Linked DNA regions of Mus musculus: region 2 is linked to region 1. Evidence: chromatin contacts called from public HiChIP or PLAC-seq data. All regions are on one chromosome and are shown on one strand. The core of a region is the stretch at or near the end of the contact, and the rest is flanking DNA. Distances in the headings are between cores, read along the strand shown.

What was found. HiChIP or PLAC-seq counts read pairs in DNA pulled down with a chosen protein or histone mark.
Region 2: an H3K27ac HiChIP or PLAC-seq map of neural progenitor cells shows a contact between it and region 1, with 14 times the contacts expected there. The contact joins the enhancer-like site here to the promoter of Gpc5 in region 1. A contact is called at or near these places in 7 of 39 promoter capture datasets (3T3-L1-derived adipocytes, cranial neural crest, frontonasal cranial neural crest and 4 more), 3 of 484 Hi-C or Micro-C datasets (the AML12 cell line, astrocytes and brain) and 9 of 115 datasets of contacts at active chromatin or transcription factors (astrocytes, embryonic forebrain, embryonic limb bud and 5 more).

The regions. Positions count from the first base shown.
Region 1 is chr14:115,089,998-115,094,071 of GRCm38.p6, forward strand. It overlaps Gpc5 (glypican 5), which reads left to right and starts at 2,218. Exons shown (of 8, transcript NM_175500.4): 1 at 2,218-2,791. The coding sequence starts at 2,629.
Region 2 is chr14:115,442,362-115,446,255 of GRCm38.p6, forward strand. All of the region lies in intron 5 of Gpc5 (glypican 5), which reads left to right. Among named protein-coding and RNA genes, the nearest start is that of 4930505G20Rik, 35 kb to the left of the region's middle. Within about 2 kb of position 2,605, at least 11 of the 459 cell types and tissues checked have an H3K27ac peak or open chromatin away from gene starts, as enhancers often do. A contact at or near this core is called in kidney and neural progenitor cells, where this site is marked.

The sequences.
Region 1 (4,074 bases), core at 968-3,467:
CTAGTTCCAGTCCAGTGTGTGCGGACGGTCCTAAGAATGTCTCCATAAAAGCCACAGTGGTACCTTACTCTGCTTGGAAGACAGGAACTTGTTTTCAATATTCTCAGCTCAGAAACCGAGTGATTTGTTTGTCTGGCATAAGAATATTGTGAGAAAAATCATCCTTCTAAGCCAACTGTTATCTCATTCATTGTGGCAATCAGAGGGCATAAAGGTATCAGCAAAATATGCCATTTATTTATAAATGTGGACAATTTATACAGGACAAGTATACTTATTTTTCTAGTTAAGACCTACTCAGTTTCCATGTATGCTGTCCCACATGTTTTGTTGAAAGGAAGTATGAAGCACTGAGAACTTGCTTGTAGCTTTCTTTAAGCCTAGTTAAGCTTAACAGACCTCTTTATATCATACTGTCCGATCAATATTTGCTATGCAAACCATCAGTATTTATGATTTTGTTCTAGAGAAAGTGCTTTACAGACTGCAGTTAAAGGGATCAGGCTGGATAGTGAATCCTTATAGTTATAGTGGTCTATGATAGCCAGCTCTAACATGGAGAGATTCTGGTGAGAATAAGGATGTTTGGGGAAAAATTAGAAGTTAACTTTATACTAATATATGTGGGAGTCTAGAAGATATATATGTACATATTTTCTAATTTTAAAAAGTCCGATGGACTAATTAAAGTCTTTAGTCTTACTCCATGTAGCTGAGTCAGCATCTAAGTGAAACATGAAATGGCTAAGGAAATCTTGTCCTGGATTTTGACATTTTGATTTGACTCCTGGTTCCCGCTGCCTGTGGCCTTGGGAAACCCATCTTACATGTCTGTCCCTATCTACTTACTTGAAAAATAGTACTGGTGATAACAAGTGTATAGGGTGATTGTAACGACCGAATGAAGGGAAATCCATACAGCACTTGGAATACTGCTTAGCACTTAAGGATTTTATAGATGAGCGTGGCTGCTCTTGTTTATTCCTATGGATATAGCTGACCTCCAAGAAGCCTTTCTTGATGGTGCATCAGAGCTGAAGAGTCATGAATGTTCCTTTATTTTTCTAGGATACATATGTAAAACCTTGCTTGAAGGCCTAGAATTTAAAGTGTCTAATGATTTCTATTCTTGCTTACTAAGAAAACTTCTAAGAAAATAATTTGTAGTATTCGGGGAATGATGTCAAAAGCCAAGTGGGTAATATTTCACTCTGAAACAGCATCCCAGCCATGGCAAGATCTCTTTCTGAAAGTGCTGCCTTTGATATCAAATGGCCATTAGAAAACCCCAGGACACTTAGCTAAGACTGGAAATTATTCATCTCGAGTCTTGGCAAGGGTGCAGCTTAAGATGAAATTCTCTTAAAGTGGTTAAGATATTTAGAGTCCCTTCTGCTAATGCTGTTAAAGAGCTTCTTGGTGCTGAGAAGTACTCTCTTCAGGTGGCTATGACCCGGATCATGTCACTCATTTAGGCTTAACTGCAGGCTGCCTTTTGCTTCCTGGTTTCTCATGCCTAACTTGACAAACTTTCCTTTTCAGCTTGTAATTGCCCAGTATTTTCGTTTCTCCTATTTTCCTGGGGAGAAGCTCCCTCGAGCACTTTTGTCTTAGTTACTCTCTGAGAAATATTAAAAACAAATTGTCAAAGGTGTCAAAGCTCAGAAAGGTATAAGACCAACGTGAACTATGATGTTAGAATAAACTGAACTTCAGCGAGATATAAAGAATGTGATAACTTCCCATTGAGACTCTGAGCTCTAAATTCTTTCAGAAGAATCATGTTACAGAAAAATCCTCCTAGCACTAAAAGCATAAAACGCTTAACATTAAAAAAAATAAAAGCATAAAGAATTTGAAACGTAAGTGCTACTAGGTCGCTCAAAACCCTGCTTTTGCCATTCGCACTTGCCAAGGTCCAGTTCATGAAATTTGGATACAGATTCCTATGCATAGAGGACCTTGATTTGTAGAGAAATGTTTCATCTTATTTCCAACTCATGTTTCTTATCTCCTGCCTTCTCTGATCCTCTTTATACATACTTTCGTTTCAGCGGTTGAATGCTTTCCGAAATCAACCCGGAGGAAGAAGGCTAGTTTCCTTCCATTAATTTGACTCTTCTGTGAGGTCGCAAGCCCGGCGCTTGCTGTGCTCCGCAGGATCTGGGCTTGGGCGGAGCCGGCGGACTGCTGGGGGTGTGGCTAGGGGCGTGGCCTGTTCGCGGGGTTGGCGAACCGGGCTCTGGAGCTCCGCAGGCTGGCACAGCCTAGGTTAGTGGCTGCGAGCTGAGCCTTAGGCGGCTGCAGCGATACCGGCCAGTGCCGGATGCTTGCCGTGTCTCGCTTCTCCCCGGCTCGTGTTCGGCTTGCGCAGCGCCCACCCGCCCTGGTCCGGGAGGGACCCGGGCGATGCTAAGCATGAGAAGTGCAGCGTCTCAGCCTCAGGGCTTCAGGGGAGAAAGCGGAGCTCTTGCAGGTGAAGCCGCGGTCCCTTCGCGGTCTTCCCGTGGCCGCCTGCGCATCGAACCCTTGCCAGATTCCGCCACGCATCTTCCTCCCGCGCTGCCGATGCTGGGTGCTCTGGAGAGTGAGGACCACAGCGGGGAGGGCGCGACCCGAACACCGAGGATGGATGCCCGCACCTGGCGTCTGGGCTGGCGCTGTCTCCTTCTCCTGGCTCTCCTTGGATCTACCCGAAGCGAGGGCGTGGAGAGCTGCGAAGAAGTTCGGAAACTTTTCCAGTGGCGGCTTGGGGGAGCTGTCAAAGGGCTGCCGGAGGCGCCGCGGGCAGGTAAGAGCCGCTGGTTGGCTCCGCACTGTGCGGGGCTCCAGCCGGGGACCTCTTGGGCTTGCGACCACGGTCTCTGGGGCATCCATCCATTCAGAGATGGTCCTTGGTGAGACGACGACCTTTCGGGTTCTCCGGCCCCAGTAGGTGAACCGGGGTGAGGCCTGTGGGAATGCTTGGTGTGCTCACGAGAGTAGGGCAGCTTCAAGGTGGGCTCCTTAACTGTATCTGGGGTTCCTTGGAGCTCTGAAGCATTTTTTTTCATGCCGGTGCCCTCTTGCTCTCCAGGGAGGTGCTTGAAGAACTAATCAAGGGTGGTTTGTTACTGCTCCAGGATCTATTTGTTCCCACAGGAAACATCACCAGGGGTCCTGGTTTTACTCTCACAACCTCAGAGGGATTGTGTTGGTTGCCGCAAGTTTGATGGTAAACTAACAAACCTTCTTATATCCTTGTGCTGACCAAGGTGCCAATGCTGTTTTTAATGAGCGCTCGACCCAGTTCACTCAGAGACGACCTTTAGTTGCCCCTCTGCACCTTGGCACCAAGCCTTCCTACAGAAATCCGAGTCTCTTAGTGTGTCCCAGCCCCACAAAGTAGTTTCGAGCTTGCAAAGCGATAGGGCAACAGGCAATCAAGCTCTGCGTTTGGGGGCACCAGGAAACTCACAGTCTATACAATTAATATGGCAGCTAGAGACCATGCGTACTATAAGACCCCTTTGCCTGCATTCATCTCCTGTGCTCTAGCCTACACTCAAATTCTTAGCTGCTGGTGGGAGAACAAGTACACGTTCTATCCAGAAGAGAAGATCTTGTGCTAGGGAGCCAATAGAGTGTCTGGGGCTAAGTTAGATCATAGTGGAGTATCCCTAGCTGTTGCTGAAGTCAACAGAGAGGGCTGGATTTAAGGACGTTGTCTGATGAACAAAGAATTTGCAAAGGATGCCTTAGTACCAAATACATCCCTTTTCCAGTGCGAGAAGGCTTGCCGTTAGCACTCCCCAGTGGTAGCACATTCGCTTGATTGTTTTTCTGCTAGTTAGCTCAATTCTTATCATCCTTCCCCAGTGTCTGGGCGCAGAAAGCCCACCAGCCAGCGCTCACAGGACCACTTTTAAACACACCAGTGTTTATTGGAATACCTACTCAATACACTCTTTCCATACTTGACACACATTGTTGACACTTCCAGCTTAGGGGATTCTTGTCTCTTCAAAACCAAACACACACACACACACACACACACACACACACACACACACACATACCCCAAAACAACCTTCT
Region 2 (3,894 bases), core at 1,355-3,854, 350 kb after region 1:
GACAAAGTACTGGAGAAACCCAGTTTCAAGGAAGAGAGGTTTAATATTGGTTATAATTACAAGCACTCCAGTCATGGCCTCTTGGGCCTCTGGTCCTGTTGTGAGGTAGAATATCATGGCAGTATAATGTGGTAAAAGGAAGTTGCTAGCCTTCTGTCAGCCAGGGAAAGAGTGAGAGAGAGGAGCGCACAAGGGCCTGCAAGGGATCAGAGGCAAAATTTTCATTTTAAAGGCATGTGCCAATAACTTACTACCTCTATTCGACCCCTCATGCCTCACCTGAGTAATCCATTTACCTTTAATCATACCAGCGAATCAGTTGTTGATATGGTTAAAACATTCATAATTAAGTAAACTTCCAAGGCTCCATCTCTGCTGCTGCAACTGGGACCAAGTTCAACATGAGTTTCTGAAGAATCTCTCATATCCTAGAAATGATTAAGTGCTTTTGAAAAACTCCTCCATATTAGAAGTTAACCAGACAGTATTCAATTGGTGTAACAGGAGGGAAAAATGGAAGTCTACCAATACCACAGGACAGAGTCCTCACATAACGTTATATCCTGTTATGGTAACATTCAATAAGCCAAACCCAAGTATTTACACACCATTGCCTTCTCTACAGGGAGAATTGGCTTTATTTCAATAATTTATGTCTCCAAACCATTGAATTCTTCTAAAATCATTTACTATACCACTAATTATTGCCCTTATTCCCATTAGCAGGTGGGCTTTCTGGGACAGGCTCTTATATAAATCAATTTAAGCTCATAGAACACAATTAACTAAATTCAGGAAACACAATCCCAATCAGTTTGCTTTTTCATTTATTAATATGATCTAGATAGTTACATTTTATACTTCTTGACATTATAAAAAGTATGGAGAAAAATATTTTGTGTCCATGTAAAAGACAGGATTATTCATGTGTCTCTTAGAGGGGCAATGAGAAATCCGTGTCGATACTTCAATAGTACTTGACATCTGTTTTACATTCTTTACCTGTAGGAACTAAATGTCGTAACATGTAAATAAAAAATAAGCTCCATACATGGCTTTGAATAGCATGCAGAAGTAACAACAAAAATCTCCTCAATAGGAATATTAGAATGTCATTGTAGGGATTATGGTATATTTTTTAAAAAATGGAATGCACTTTTGAGTTTTAAGAAGATGGGGCACTATGCATAGTGATCAAAAAATATATATGAGAAGAAACCTGGGGGAATATATAGGAGGATTTATTAATTAACCATATTTCAATGGTTATATTTCATGCACTTTTATTTTATTCTAATTTTTATTAGATTTATTTATTTAATGTATGTGAGTACATTGCTGCTGTCTTCAGATACACTATAAGAGGTCATCAGATTCCATTACAGATGGTTGTGAGCCACCATGTGGTTGCGGGGAATTGAACTCAGGACCTTTAGAAGAGCAGCCAGTGTTCTTAATCACTGAGCCATATCTCCAGCCCCCTTATGTGGTTTTACTATTAATAATTGAATGCACTGTCAGCCTTTTCAAAAGCAACAAAAATATTATAATTTATATAATTCACAATATCATGCACATATTAGCACTTATCTTTAAACAAATGTACTTGCTTTTTTATTTTCTGGGGGAGGGGTGACACTGCCACCATCACACATCTGAGGAGGTCAGAGGATGGCTTTCAGAGGCTGGTTCTCTTCTCCTGCCAGGTAAGTTTTAGGCATTGGAGTAAAGGAGCTTACCTTGGTAACACACTTCTTGACCCCTCGAACATCGGGCATGTCCCACTGATTATTTGTTTTAGGAATATATATTACTTTTCTACAATTATAAAATCATGAAGACATAGGGCAGGGTACATTTCTCTTCCAAAGATCAAGTGTCGAGAGAGGACGAGTTGTGCTGTACTTGAGATGTGAGCTGGTTTAGATGAAGACTTCAGAGCACTGTTCTTATTTAATAGGATTCCATTTTGATGTACAGTGTACCTTCTACATAATGAGTTTTATATTTCAAATGGTTGAAAACTGTAACCAGACAGAATTTTAAGTATTGTACATTTCCTAAAGAGAAGCATCGATCACTTTCGCCTTAGTTACTTAGTATCACTGATATAAATTATTTAGCCCATATTTGAGTTTTTAGCACTCTGCAGGAGATGAAGAGATTTTAAAGTCTCCACTCTTTCATATACATATACAAAATAAAATATATAAATATAAATATTTTCATAATAGCACTTGCTTGGGAATTTCTGTTTATGGATGGCAATAAACTGAAGATTAGCTGCAAATAAGTCCAAGATCAATGCTCCCCGTTCTTTGTACAGCAGCTCTAAAAGTACAAGAAAAAAATAAAATGAGAAAAATTCACTGCTAAAGATTTGAAGTAAAAAAGACAGTCTAAAGAAGTCTAAAGAAGGTACAATTCCTATATATAGATTTTAGTATCTTAATTGAGATAAATGTGTTTTGAACATGATCTTTTCATTATCACTTGTTTTTGCAATTTCAATATGTTCTTTGGACAAAAGGTTCTAGCCTGGTCCAGGCAGGCAGATGAAGCCATTTGTAGAATGTAAAAGCTTCAAGACCAGGAAGCTAATTAGCAATTTATTTATTCAGACATGCAAGTCAGCTTCTCTTTGGGACTCTATCCAAGGAAACACAGAAAGCCTCAAAATGCCTCCACAGACAGATCCATTACTGTGTAGATTGACACAATTTATCATGATTTCTCATGTGTGTCTTTTGGGGACTATTTGTCTGCAAACTTTATTATTATTTGTATTATTTACTTATGGTAAAAAAAAAAATGTTTGAGTGCTATTGCTGGGAAGAGGCTCTGTTTGGGGATTGGTAATTAGCAGCTTCCTGTTCATTTCACTTGCTAATGTGTCGCTTTTCTCTCTAGAAGTTTTTTTTATCAGCTCAGATGACAAAGCGTTCAGCTTCATGAAAATTTCAATGGCTAAACAAATGCTTCGATTTTTATTTCAAAAGAAACCAAGGAAGAATTCTCGGATGGACAGTATGGTGTTGAATTCAACAGGGAGTCATACTGAAAACTTGCTGTCAAGAGTCCTTGTCCTTTGTCCTTAATGAAACAGAGTTAATCTTTCAAAATGTAAGGTACTTCAGGAAAAATTTACCTAGGAAGAATTTCTGTGGCGGAATGTTAGGTTGCTCTCAGTTGACCATTAATTGACCTTTTTATATGGATGTGTGTATGTACAAGGTTCTAGGCTCCAGGGCAAGAAAGGGTAGCAGTGATCCCTGGGCTGAATGACAGGTTAGCTCGTCAGCACAAAGTTTTATGGCAAAATATTGGCAAGTCTTCTGGAAGACATCAGAGTGAACAGGAATTGGGGTGCATACGGCGTTCCACACTATCGATCTGCGGTATAGTCATGCCCTACTTCTAGAGCCAGTTATTCACCACATCTTACTCCTGATACCAGCTCCATAAAACTGCTGCCTGGCTCACCGGCCATAAAATGCCTCCTGACTAAGTTTCACAAAGATTGCTTTTCTAATCTGCCCTTCATTCCAGTTCCTCTGAAAGTAGATCCACAATAATCTCTTGGGGAAACATATAGCTATGACATATGTTCTTAGGTTACAAAGATATTCTGAGATATGGAGGGCAAGTAAGAGCTAGTCAGAAAGGAAAGGGTTAAGGAAGTGATAAGTTATCCCCTGAGAAGACACCACTAAACAGAAGAGTACACACAAGAGGGGAGAATTGTTCTTAATGAATAAAGCCATGATGCACCCAAGGTACACTTAGAGAATTGAGGGCTGGTTCTAAGCAAAGGAGTAGTATAAAAAAAAACGAAGCCCAAAGGGTCAAACTTTAAATTTCCTAATCTCCAGTTACCTAATGACAGAAAGGATT